2 separate regions of the Mus musculus genome follow, and region 2 is linked to region 1. The links are chromatin contacts, called in public Hi-C maps. All regions are on one chromosome and are shown on one strand. Each heading gives the region's core, a stretch centred on a gene start, on an enhancer-like site or on the middle of the called end of the contact. The rest is flanking DNA. Distances are from core to core; before and after follow the strand shown.

Region 1 (5,994 bases), core at 2,049-4,548:
CCTTTCCTCCTTTTCTATATATTCTGTTTGCTCTCTTTCTCTAGAGAACCCCAAGTCACAAACATCTTTCAGATATTAGCAGGATTGCTAATGTAAATCTAATCTGAGGGATATTTGTGACTCCCTATTTGTCAGAGACCCAGAAAAATCCTAACTTCTGGAATTCACCTGGGAGATAAGTAGGGTTGAAAAACTTGTTGCAGAAGGAGAGTAAGAGCTGGATAGTGCCAAGTCCCACAGTAACTGTCTTGCCAAACTAAGGCATGGATAAAAAGATCAGAATTATTGCAATACGTAGTTCAATACTCATATTTTAATTAACCAAATTCTCATGGGTAAATACAAATAAAATCTTGGTTTGTATTGGAGATTTTATTGTCCTACCTTGAATCTATAAATTGAAAGGAAGTGCAATAGTGGAAAAAAATGACCCAAAAGAATGTAAATATAGTCCTGTGGCCATATCTGCTTCCTCTTAAACTCCTCCTAGTCTGATAGGAAAACTTGAGACAACTGTTGTAGCAGCAGAGTTCTGGTGCACTTCTTTAAAAGGCTACTGCAAACTCAAGTCAAGGTCAAGTCACCCAAAAGACACTAGCCTACAGCTAGAGCCAGAAGGTAATGGGGCTATGGCTGCTTAGTCAAAGTGTCCTTAAACCTAAAATAGACGGTCTAAGGATGATGAAATGTAGGGTTCTTGGCCTGTGTCTGCTCCATCACTGGGCACTTGGCCTCTTGGGTAGGTGGTATGTAGGGGGTTTGACTGCACTTATCCCCACGCCATTGCCAGGGTGTGCTGGGCTATAGGAAAAGTGCAGTCTGAGATGACTTGGGAAAGCAGGAGCTGGCTCAGGGGTCCCCAACACGGCTGGGACTGAGGGGGTTCTCAGACTGCTGGGAGTCACAGATGAGTAGAGAATGAAGGCAGAGGCCCTCAGGCTGGGAACAGTGTCTAACCCTGGGCTGGGGGTGCTCTGGCTTGTCTCACGGGGATTGTCTTTATCAGGCTTGGTAGCAGTTGTGGCTGGGAGCGCAGAGAGGCCTTCTACAAGAGATTAGGCTATGGCTCTACAGGTGAAGGTCTTCTTCATGGTTCCCCATGGCGGATCTTGGTGAAAAGAGACAGTCCATGGTTCTAAACAGTTTATTGGAAAGGCAGAAAGTGGATCTGTAAAAACCAAACCCCCATTTCTCAGGGTGGACCTGAGATTAAATACCTTTTGCAGGGAGAAATGTCTGGGAAAGAAAGTTTATTGGCTAAGCCCTCCAGGCCTCTGTGTCCTCATTAGGAGAACTCTGTTTTGGGCCTACATGAACATAGGACACATTTCTTTTATGTGAGAAGCATGGCAGGAGTCTGACAGGGAGCTGGGAGACACCTAAGCTTCAGGTGTGGGCCCACAGAGATTCTGGGTCTCAACCTGCTCTACCTTACCAAACTTCCTGGTATGGTTTTATATCCCACAATGAACTACTAACCCAGATAGGGCTTTGGATAGAGTGAAAATTTTAGAACTGAGATTATGTGTGTATGCATATATAACATTTGTGTGTGTGTGTGTGTGTGTGTGTGTGTGTGTGTGTGTGTTGATGTGCATGTATGTAAACACCAGAGGGTAATCTTGGTGGGTGTCTTATTCAGTTGATTTTCTACCTCAATATTTGTGAAATGTGACCATCTAGAGACCCTAGATCTCATTGATCTGGCTAGCAAGCTCCAGGGCTTTGCCTGTCCCCACCCCCTCCACACTGAGATTTTTAGATTGCACTGCCACATCCCTACTGTGAGTGGAAGAGGAGACTACATCAATCAGGGAGCAGAGACAGCAACAAGCCACTGGCAAGATACACCCCTGAAAAGCATGTCCTCAGCAACCTACTTCCTCAAACAAGGCTTTGCGTACTGATAGCTCTCTCAGCTGTGACGTCATCCACGTCCTAACCCATTAAAGACATGTGATGCCTTCATGATCTAATCACCTTTCAATACCACCACCTCCTAGGGACAAAGCCTTCAACACATGAACCTTAAAAAGAGATTTCATATTCACACCATAAGCAACATGAGGAACCTTGCTATATTAAATGATTCGGTGAGCATTTGTTACAGCAGTGTTGGGAAGTGAATGGTTTAGAGAACAATTATGACAAAGAAGTAGATTCTAAAGAGCAGACTTCAAAGTTTTGGAATCTCAATCTGGCCTTTCTTGGATATGATGCCTCTTCCTTGCCTCTAATTTCAACCACATGTTGGCTGCTTTATGTATGTCATAGATGCCACTTGGTCAAAAAGGGGGTCTAGTATATTCAAACAGATTAGTGGCTCAGGCATGTAGGTTCTCTGGGTGGGGTAGTATGGTCCTTGATGATCACTTGACTGACTACACCAGCAAGTCACCCTGCAGAAACCTCAAAGGAGAAAACAGAGACAGAACACAATTAACCTTTGTAAGTTTAACAAAAAGATCCTCTCACCTCTCTTGTAACAGATTCTTACAGATGACAGTTTATGATGTGACTAGGGAAAGGCTGAGGATGATAAAGTCATAGCTACTAGACACTAGAGAAAGAATGATAACTTGGGTACATGGAAATGAATTCCCTGGACCTTCATGGTTCAGGAGAGGAAATGAAAAATTTTTTCCCCTACTCACTATGGACTCAGGAACTTTTCTCATGAAAGTGAAACAATGTGGTGTCCTGTTTCCAGGCTGTCACCGATTAAATTCAACACAGTGCTGAGTTTATTATCTTTGGCTTGGATTTTTGACTCTAAGTTGATTATCTCCCCTAACCATGCTCACTCAGAAGCTTATTGGAAAGGTAAGCCATTGCCCTGATCTCCTGTCTGCTCCCAGATACATACAGAGGCTCCATCTCTGCAGCTCTGTCTAAATTAATCTGTGGCTACCCATTTGCTGAATACAAAGTAAGATGTCTTTGTAGTGTGACTGCCCTAACTCAATCTCTTCAAAAACACAGGACTAAACTGGACTGAGAATCCCAAGGCATATTAGCCAAGTATGAGGCCATAGCACCGCTAACCTGTCTTCCCAGGGATAAGTGGGACATTATGAACAGTTCCTTTCCAGGGTCAGCTCATGTGTCTCTGACATCAAACTTCTTCCATGCATGTTTTCATTTGTTTCCCTCCTGAAAATGCAGCTTTTTGTACCATTGAAGTTGTTGCCTGAGACCATTCGCATTTAATGAAATTTCTTCAGTGGATCCTGTCCTCCGATGACTGTACAGTTCCCTCCAAAATCACTCTACATGGGTTACTCTGGGGAGTTTCCTGAGAGAGACGTTGACTCATTATTGACACGTCTTCTGTTGGCAGGTTGTAGAAATGTGAGTCATTCCGTTTGAAAAGAATGGTGAGAAATTTGTCCTTGGCTTTAGCTAAAGTCCTGGAAGACATTAGGATTAATCTTAACTCTTGGGCTAGGATGGGTGTAGATGCTAGAATGATCCTTCTAGAACAATACAGAGTCTTTAATCACTTGTTTATCCTGTTAACTGCCTCAGGCCCAAAAGAAAGGTTAAAAGAGATAGTCAAATAAAATACTTCAATTTCTAAATTAAATCGAATGTCCTCCCAAACTCATACATTAAAGCCCCAACCCTTAGAATCCTAAAGCATGATTGGAAATACACTTTTAAAATAGATAACTAATTTAAATAGGGTTACAAAGTAGATCATAATGCTCTATGGCTGTTGTGTTTATTTCAAAACAAAGGACTCAAACACAAACAGAAAAAGCACCATGTGAAGACAACCACCTGTCAGCCAAAGAGAAAGGCATTTAGAAGGAACTTAGACTAATGTTAATATAAGGCCCTAGGTTATGACTAGAAGTTCTTATTTCAATCAGAGATGCAGAGGAAGCGTTTAAAGAAGATCATGTCAGGGCATCCCTTTCTAAACCTGGGAGAAGCCTTAGGAGAAATAGCACCTCTAGTACCTCCGTTTGATCTTGGACTTCTGGACTCCACGACTCAGACATGAAACTTTGTTACTTAATCTACCTGGTCCACGGTACTTTGTTATAGCTGCTATAACAGACAATTCAATGAACATTATTTTATAACATTTGCTATTTATTTCTAGGATCCTTGGGCTTTGGTGTAGATTACTTTATCCAGTGATGAGCAACACTCATTAGATGTGTATGTGGTGAATCAAAAGGATTATCCAAGTCAAATTATTAGGAATGACCAATGAAATAGTAACATATCATATTCATGAAACAACCTGAATGTTATTTTATTTAACTGAATAAATGAAAATGTGGTACATATAGACTATGAAATACCACTTATATGTCAAGAGAAATGAAATAATGAAATTTGTAGGTAAATGGATGTAACTGGAAAATAATAAATTGAGTGAGATAATCCAGATTCAGAAAGGTCAGCACTACATGTTTCCTCTTACCTGTGGTTCTTAGCTTCAAATCTTCAGATATGCATGCATTGATACTGAAGTAACTGCAGAACTCAGGAAAGTAAGACTATACCATGGGGGGAGGTGGGAGGTGCATTAGAGAGGGGAATAATAGGGTGCATGTGATTTGAAGGGGTGAATGGGGAAAATGGGGAGGAGGGCTTTTATTGGAGAAAGCAAAAGGAGATCAATATTAAAGGGAAGGCAGGGAAAATGGCAGACAATACTAAAGATGTCTAAAAAAGCCATTGGCAACCATACGAGTTTTATTCACCTAAAATTACATATAACTTATGTGTATAAAATTATATAAAACATATATATATATATATGTAAAATCCCAGTACTAAGCTATGCTGTGGTGGTGCACACCTTTAATCCCAGCACTTGGAAGGCAGAGGCAGATGGGTCTCTGAGTTCAATACTGTCAGGTGCTCAGCTCCAGTTGGTTCTTCTACAAAACAACTCCTGTATCTAACGTTAAGGAAAAATTTGGAAGATGGTGCTGTGTGTGTTTGTGTGTGTGTGTGTGTGTGTGTGTGTGTGTGTGTGTGTATCAATAACAATAAAAAGTGGCCATGAATTTGAGAGAGAACTAGGGGGTATGGGAGAAGATGGAGGGAGGAAAAAGGTGGAGCTAATTACATAATTATATTTCAAGTAAAAATAAAAGTGAATAAAAGAAGTCTTCCAGATGTCAAAATGACGAAGAATGAAGGATGGGCACTGCCAGGACACATCATTGCTTTAGTGTTGTTTGTTTTTCTAGAAAAATCCTGTCGCATAAACTAACCAACATTCTTAGAGTCTTTTCTCCTGATGTTTGTATGAGAAGTAGATTTAGAGAATAGACTCTGAAGCAAACAGCAGACATACTTATCGGCTATAAAGAAAAGTTTTTTTGGTCCCTGGACTCGGGCTTCTCGCCTGTTGTCACTTGTACTGTGAACAGGTGTCATATGGGGCTTGTATTGGCCTCTTGACAATGACATTCTAGGAACTGAGATAAAACCTTGCTTGCTGTACCTTGAGGTACAAAGCTTTCCTTCCTGATCCAGAAGGCTCTGTCTTCTGCCATTCCCATGGAACTGCAGTAGATCTATTTGCTATCTGACCCTCAGGGCCAAATGTCAAACTTTTCATACTATTTGAAAACCAGGCTACATTTTTTCATATTGTAAAAAAGCAAGAATAAGAAGTAGCAAAGTTATTGTAAATAATCTGCTGGTTTAATGGGCGATACTGATTCCCATAGTCTTTGTCAATATTTCTACCTTCTGATTTCTAGATTCATTGAAATGGGACCCTCTGGAGCCTTGATTCTGTGAATATATATCTCCTATTAATGCAGGGAAAGTTCTTTGTAAGTACTACATTTTGCAGTTGTACACTTCATATATCTATATGTAATTATATCACAATAAAAACAAAATAAAAATAATTGTGTTGTTTCCAATAATCTACTAGATCTTACATTCAAAATCTGTCACCTCAAGGTTAGAACCCTAACAAACACAAATATGCAGAGAATGTGTTGTACTAATACA
Region 2 (5,851 bases), core at 2,869-5,368, 71 kb before region 1:
CCATTGATCACACTGCATCATTACCTCTCTTGGACTCTTACCAAATCTATATAAAACAGGAACAACAGTAGCTGCTCTATTACAGAACTGTTATGAGAATCCAACAGCGATAGCTCTACAGGTACTTGCATTTAATACAGATGCTTTTAATTAGCCATAAATAGGGATATCATCAGAAAACCCTGACATGCTCAAAAAATTACTTCTGATTTCAGGACACCTCCTCCCCATAGCTGCTGAAGCTGAATGGTGGATAGGTCAGCAAATTTATATTTTGACTGGCATTTGAAGTGATTCATTCTGCACACATGAGTTTGAGGACTACCACCTACTGACCAGATTTTCTCAATTGTTCTTCACAGTTTTCATGGAGCAGTCTGCATGCAGTGAATACTTCCGGACAGGATGACTGCTATTCAGTGTTACCAGAGTGGTATGTTGCAAATTATAAAAGGAATTTGTTACAAATCTGTGTAGCATAAAAAGAAAGTTTCACGTTTTGACTGCAGGAAAATATGAAAGGGGCTGTTGTTGTGTTAGTAGTATCAAAAGCCAATTCAGCTCCAGCCATTAGACTCTTCTCAACTCAGGCATTTGACTCCTCTCATAACCTATCCCACTGGGACTTATATTGCTTCCTTTCTCCAGCCCCCTTTAGAGAATGCAGTAGGCACAGACTTTTTCTCACAGACAGGATAAGTACCATATTCTCTGTGCCTGAAGTATTCGTGTTAAGCTCATAACTAGACAGTCATGACCACTTTCATTCTTACATCTGTATTCATTTATAAGAAAGTCCCAGGGAAAATGTCAAGTAAGACATCTCCCATTGCTTAACTCAAGTAGAAGTTTGTCTGAAATCACAGTAGCTACTTGAACTATTTTTGGTCTATGAAACAATTATGTGACTTATTTCACAGGACCAAAATTTTAGGGGCAAGCAACATCTTCCCATTGGATGTTTGATTGCACCGACAATACTGAGTCAGTCTCTTGTTAAAAAGGAAAACAAAACAAACAAACAAACAAACAAAAAAACCAAAAACAGAAACAAAACAAAAAACCAGGAGTTATTTCTGCCTCCATTTGTTCCATCTAATTACGTAAACTTAAAGGTAAAAAGATAAAGGTAGGATAGATATCCTATCTGTTTAAGGTGTTTCCAAATGTCCTCTTTCAGTACAAAGATTATTTTACGTACTTTATTATGGAAAGGAAGTTCATGAACTCAGTTTAATTTTTTTCAACTACTGTTTCAACTCTGTGAAAACCTGAATTCCTTAAATCCACTGAAGTATCTTTAAGTATCTTTAAGACATGCTCACTTCATTAGTTAAGGAAAAGGATGGTTGGGAATAGAGGTGAAGAACTTAATACTAGGCCACTAGATGGGCTTGTTTTCCAGACAATTGTAATTGTTGCTGTATAAATCTCAAACACTCTTGACTTTGTGATGCAATGATTAACCCTGAAGAAGAATCTGGACACAAAGACCTGTCCTTCTTCCTTTGTCCCCTCTTTTTCCTCCTCTTCTTTTTCTTCTCCCCTTTACATTTTTCACATTGGCTTGGTTTTTGGACTTTTGAGACGGGCCCTTACTTTGTCACTCTGGCTGACCAGGGACTCACTATGTAGACTAGGCTGACATCTGACTCACAGAGATCCTCCTGCCTCTGCTTCCTGAGTGCTGGGGTTAAAGGTGTGCACCATCATACTCTGTTCTCCACCTCTTCTTGCTAATACTGGAAGAAATTATTTTCTGGCAGTGAAGGTAAATTTTGACAGTTTGCTAAGCAGTGGAAATTATGCTGTAAGCAAGACAGAGGTTTCTACAAAACACCGTAGTCGTAATTTTTCCAGACTGGTTACTGGCGACCCTTACAAGGTCCAATTCCAAGAACAACTGCACTTGAAGCAAGGGTTCTCTGTCCTGAAGCCAAAATCACAAGGCACATAGATTAAAGCCATCAACTGTTCAGGAGTAGCTTGACCCCTTGACCCCTCTGCTTTGCTTTCCAAATGGAATTTGCACCATGAAAATAAGTTACAATCACGTATAGTCTGACAAAGTAAAAATAGAAAAATGCATGAACACCTTAAGGAGATGAGCCATTTAGCAAACTATTGACAACATTTCTTCGTCCCCTGAGCTGCATGAGTAACTCAGAACCCTTCCCCACACAGGAGGAGGAGCAGCAGCAGCAACAGCAAATCCCACGGAACCCACGGCATTTTGAGAACTGCCTTGGCAGACAAGTACAACACCATGAGAGGAAAGCACCCAACAAAGATGGAGGCAGAATTCTATCCCACACCCGTCATATTCTGTGTCACCTTTCCTGCTTTTGTGACCTCTGCTCTCTCTGTGATGACCTGGGGTTTCAAACATTCAATCCCTAAATTTTGTGACAAACTAAGAGTTGTAAGTGGCATTTTTTTTTCCTCTGTGGATTCTGTTCTGATACCTGAAATGGAATGTGAATGCGCTTGACAATCAAAACAGATTGGGAAGTAGCAACCACGGAGGTCTCTGGTTGATGGACGAGTGTAAAAATACTGACACCATTCAAAAGCTCACAGCTGGCTGTCAGGGAAAGGAAAGGGAGGAGATTAGGGCCGGGGTATTGACACTAATGCGAGGGGCTGTTCATTCATTCATTCATTCATTCATTCATTCATGCATTCTCTTGTTCATTCATTGGATTGTTTCCCACATACTTTTAGATCCTCTCTTAAATTAGAAACCAGTTTTAAATAAAGGCCTAAGAGTTTTCCAAGTAATACATAAAAGTGGTAACACTTACTTTCCGGTAATAAACTGGCTCCTGGACGGTGTGCAAATAGGCTGGACATAGTAGTTCTCTAGCTTAACTCCTTCTGCAGCGAGTTTATCAAGGGTGGGCGTCTTTATCTCAGATCCGTGGTAACCCACATCTCTAAATCCCTGATCATCAGCTAAGATAAAAATGAGATGGGGCTGGGAGGTGCCTGCTGTGCCTGCTTCAGGTCTCTCATCAACTTGAGCTTTTAGGGACCCCTCCTCTTCTAAGTCCTGGCCCCAGCACAGGTAGCCATAGGTGAGCAGGCTGAGGACCGAGAAGCCTGCCAGGGCACCCATCGCTAAGAACTTTCCAGACCAGGCCCAGGCCTGTGGAGATAGCGGAGGCAGAGGCTCCGCACTGTCCCTGGGGGCCATTCACTCTGGTCCCACAGGAGACTCCACAAGCAGAACCCTGCCCCCTTTGCTGCTGCTGGTCCACTCATACATGCGAAGGGGTAGAGACAGCTGAAGGAAGGCTGCGAGGGAATCCTGCTCCCTTCCCCAGATGCCACCACTTCCCACAACTTCAATCCTCTGGAGGTAACGGTTTAACTCATGAACATTGGAAAAACTAGAAGGGAGCAGATGTCCTCTTCACTGACTTGCAGTTCTTTACTTTTCAATTTTTCTTTTACCTCCTAACATCACCCGGCAGCTTGCAGGAAAGAAAAAAAAAGTTAGCATCTTCACCCAAAAGTTCTCACGAAGAAATAATAAAAATAATAAAGGACAAGAAAGGGACTGAGAGCCACACAGGACAGGAACGTCTGGCAGTCATATCATCCTCCACATCTTCGGGGAGCAGGACTGTGTCCATGCGCAGGCAAGCACCAGGCGTGGTGGGACTGACATCGGTCCAGCGTTCCAGGCACCCGGGAAGCCTTGCCAAGTTGCCCCAAGGAACCCCTTGCTTATGGATGAATGACAGGCTGAGCCGAGGGGACCTTCTTCCTGCTGGCCGCTACTCCTACCTTTTCAAGGCTAGTTCCCCATTTTCCGCTGAGCGTTTGTCAATCTTCTTGACCCCTCTCCGGGCCCCCGAAGTGAGAAAGGATCCTGCCCCAGCCGGCCTCCTCTTCAGCAATTCCTTCTCTACCCCGAAGCGCTTGGGGACATTCACAGAGTCCTGGGCGGCGATCGCAGAGCGCACGTGTCCCCTGTGGGTGCTGCAGCTGCTCCAGCGTGCCCTTGGGTGGCTGACTTAGTTCTAGCCATCTGTGCTTTCCTCCTCTGTTCGCCAGGCAGTCGCAGCCGGAGATCCATGCTTGCTGGTTGAGGGCGGGCCCAGGCCGGGGAGGCGCTGGCTCTCCGCCCTCCTTTCTGCGAGGAAAAGGATGGACCCGAGAAGGGCGGCTTTGCTGCGGGGCGGCTCCCTGGGGTCCCCAGTGAGACTCCTCAGTGCAGGTGAAAGACCATCTTTCTGTGGGTCTGCCCATAGACGATGCCCCTTGTCCATCCCGAAACGTTGGAAGCTACTGGAGCGAGTGAGAAGAGAGCAGGAGAATCAACAGATGGCACAGAACACTCTGTGGCTGGTTTTCCTTCATTGCTCAACTACTGCACCCCCCCCCCTTCCACCCGCCACCCATTCCCATCCCTCCCTGGCTTTGCCGTTTCTTTTCTTTTCTCTTTATTTTTACTGACAGCCACAAGTGCAACTTTTAAACTAGTACTTTTTCTGTCAACAGTTGACTTTTCCGGTCTCATCACTCTCTTCCTTAGTGAAGATGTTAAGAATGTAGGCTTTCTGCCTCTCTCCAAACTTGGTTTTTCCCGCCAAGAATGTAGAAAGAGAGGAAGGTTACACCCCGAAGAAGGAAGCCCATCTGTCGCATAGTGTCGAGTCAGCGATTCATGCGCTAACCTGGAACTTACTACATACCTGATGGTAACTCTGAGCATCTGATGCTCCTGTCTCCACTTCCCCAGACTGTAAGATTTCTCGAAGCCAGGTTCATATAGTGTTGAGTGAACACACACACACACACACACACACACACACACACACACACACACCCTCGGCGTACTGTCATATAATGTTGAGTCAACCCCATGCCATCTGCCAGCTGAGCTCTGCCTCCAGCCTTTGGATTTGTTTTGTAGTGAACATAATATCACCGTGTATTCTCTTCTCATTCCTCCCCTCTCTCTCCCTTTCTCTCTTTCCATTTATATCTCCTTTCTTTTGTTTCTCTCCTCTCCCTACAATAAAAGATTGCTTTCACTGAGAAAACATACTTTATTTTTTACCATAGTTAGAACCGTTTAAAACACTGCCCAGAGGCAGGATCTTTATAGAAGAGGCATCAATGCCAAAAGCGGTGTATATATATGTTATTCCCAATGTTTTCAACACTTTCTTACTGAACACCTAGTATAGCCTGGCATACAACATGCAAGATTCAATTAATGACTAAGTCATAATTCCAAGTTTCATTTAGCTGTTACTTTTAATTCCCTTCTGCTATTACACAGTTCCTGTCAACTTTGCAGGCAAACTTGGTGAAATGGAAACTTAAACTGGGAGACAGAATGCTGTTTCATGCAGCTAATTTTGCCAACATGAGCAGGCAGTGGCTTATTCTGGCTGCTTCCAGGAGAGACGTTGAGATTTAGAAGACATGCTTAGAATTGAGAGTAACAACTCTCTAAGTTTAAATTTCCAAACATTTAAAAAGAGTCAGTTCTACTGGGAGATTAAAAGCACAGAGAGGTAGGGATTCCGACTTCACTGGTCTAGTGGGGTGGGTGCTGGAGTGGAAAAGATGTACACACTCCAACAGACCCAGCTATTTTCAGTTGGAGAGCTAATGAGTAACATGGCAGGAGGGTCGTCTGTGTTTCCATGTGACAATAACAAGCATTTCCAATTTAGATTTTTGGCAAGAATTTTCTTTAAGCCAACATTTATGCAATACTTCCTGTGAGCTAACCATTGTACCCTAAACATGGACACACTTATGCATGCTCAAGTACCTCTTATACTTCATTATTCTAGACTAGCCCCGAGGAACATTGTTCCACTTGATA

The links. Hi-C and Micro-C count contacts between places; a contact is called where the count stands out from the background.
Region 2: a contact with region 1 is called in a Hi-C map of muscle stem cells, with 1.9 times the contacts expected there. The contact joins the promoter of Arsj here to the enhancer-like site in region 1. A contact is called at or near these places in 1 of 39 promoter capture datasets (the 3T3-L1 cell line), 1 of 15 datasets of contacts at CTCF or cohesin (the NIH/3T3 cell line), 3 of 484 Hi-C or Micro-C datasets (embryonic fibroblasts and muscle stem cells) and 1 of 9 other capture datasets (adipose tissue).

Annotation. Positions count from the first base shown.
Region 1 is chr3:126,289,780-126,295,773 of GRCm38.p6, reverse strand. No RefSeq gene overlaps it. Among named protein-coding and RNA genes, the nearest start is that of Arsj, 71 kb to the left of the region's middle. Within about 2 kb of position 3,298, at least 47 of the 459 cell types and tissues checked have an H3K27ac peak or open chromatin away from gene starts, as enhancers often do. A contact at or near this core is called in the NIH/3T3 cell line, embryonic fibroblasts and muscle stem cells, where this site is marked.
Region 2 is chr3:126,362,119-126,367,969 of GRCm38.p6, reverse strand. Arsj (arylsulfatase J) reads right to left here and starts at 4,118. Exons shown (of 2, transcript NM_173451.3): 1 at 2,805-4,118. The coding sequence starts at 3,196. It overlaps Gm35408 (a long non-coding RNA gene), which reads left to right. Exons shown (of 3, transcript XR_376049.2): 2 at 363-433; 3 at 2,185-2,417.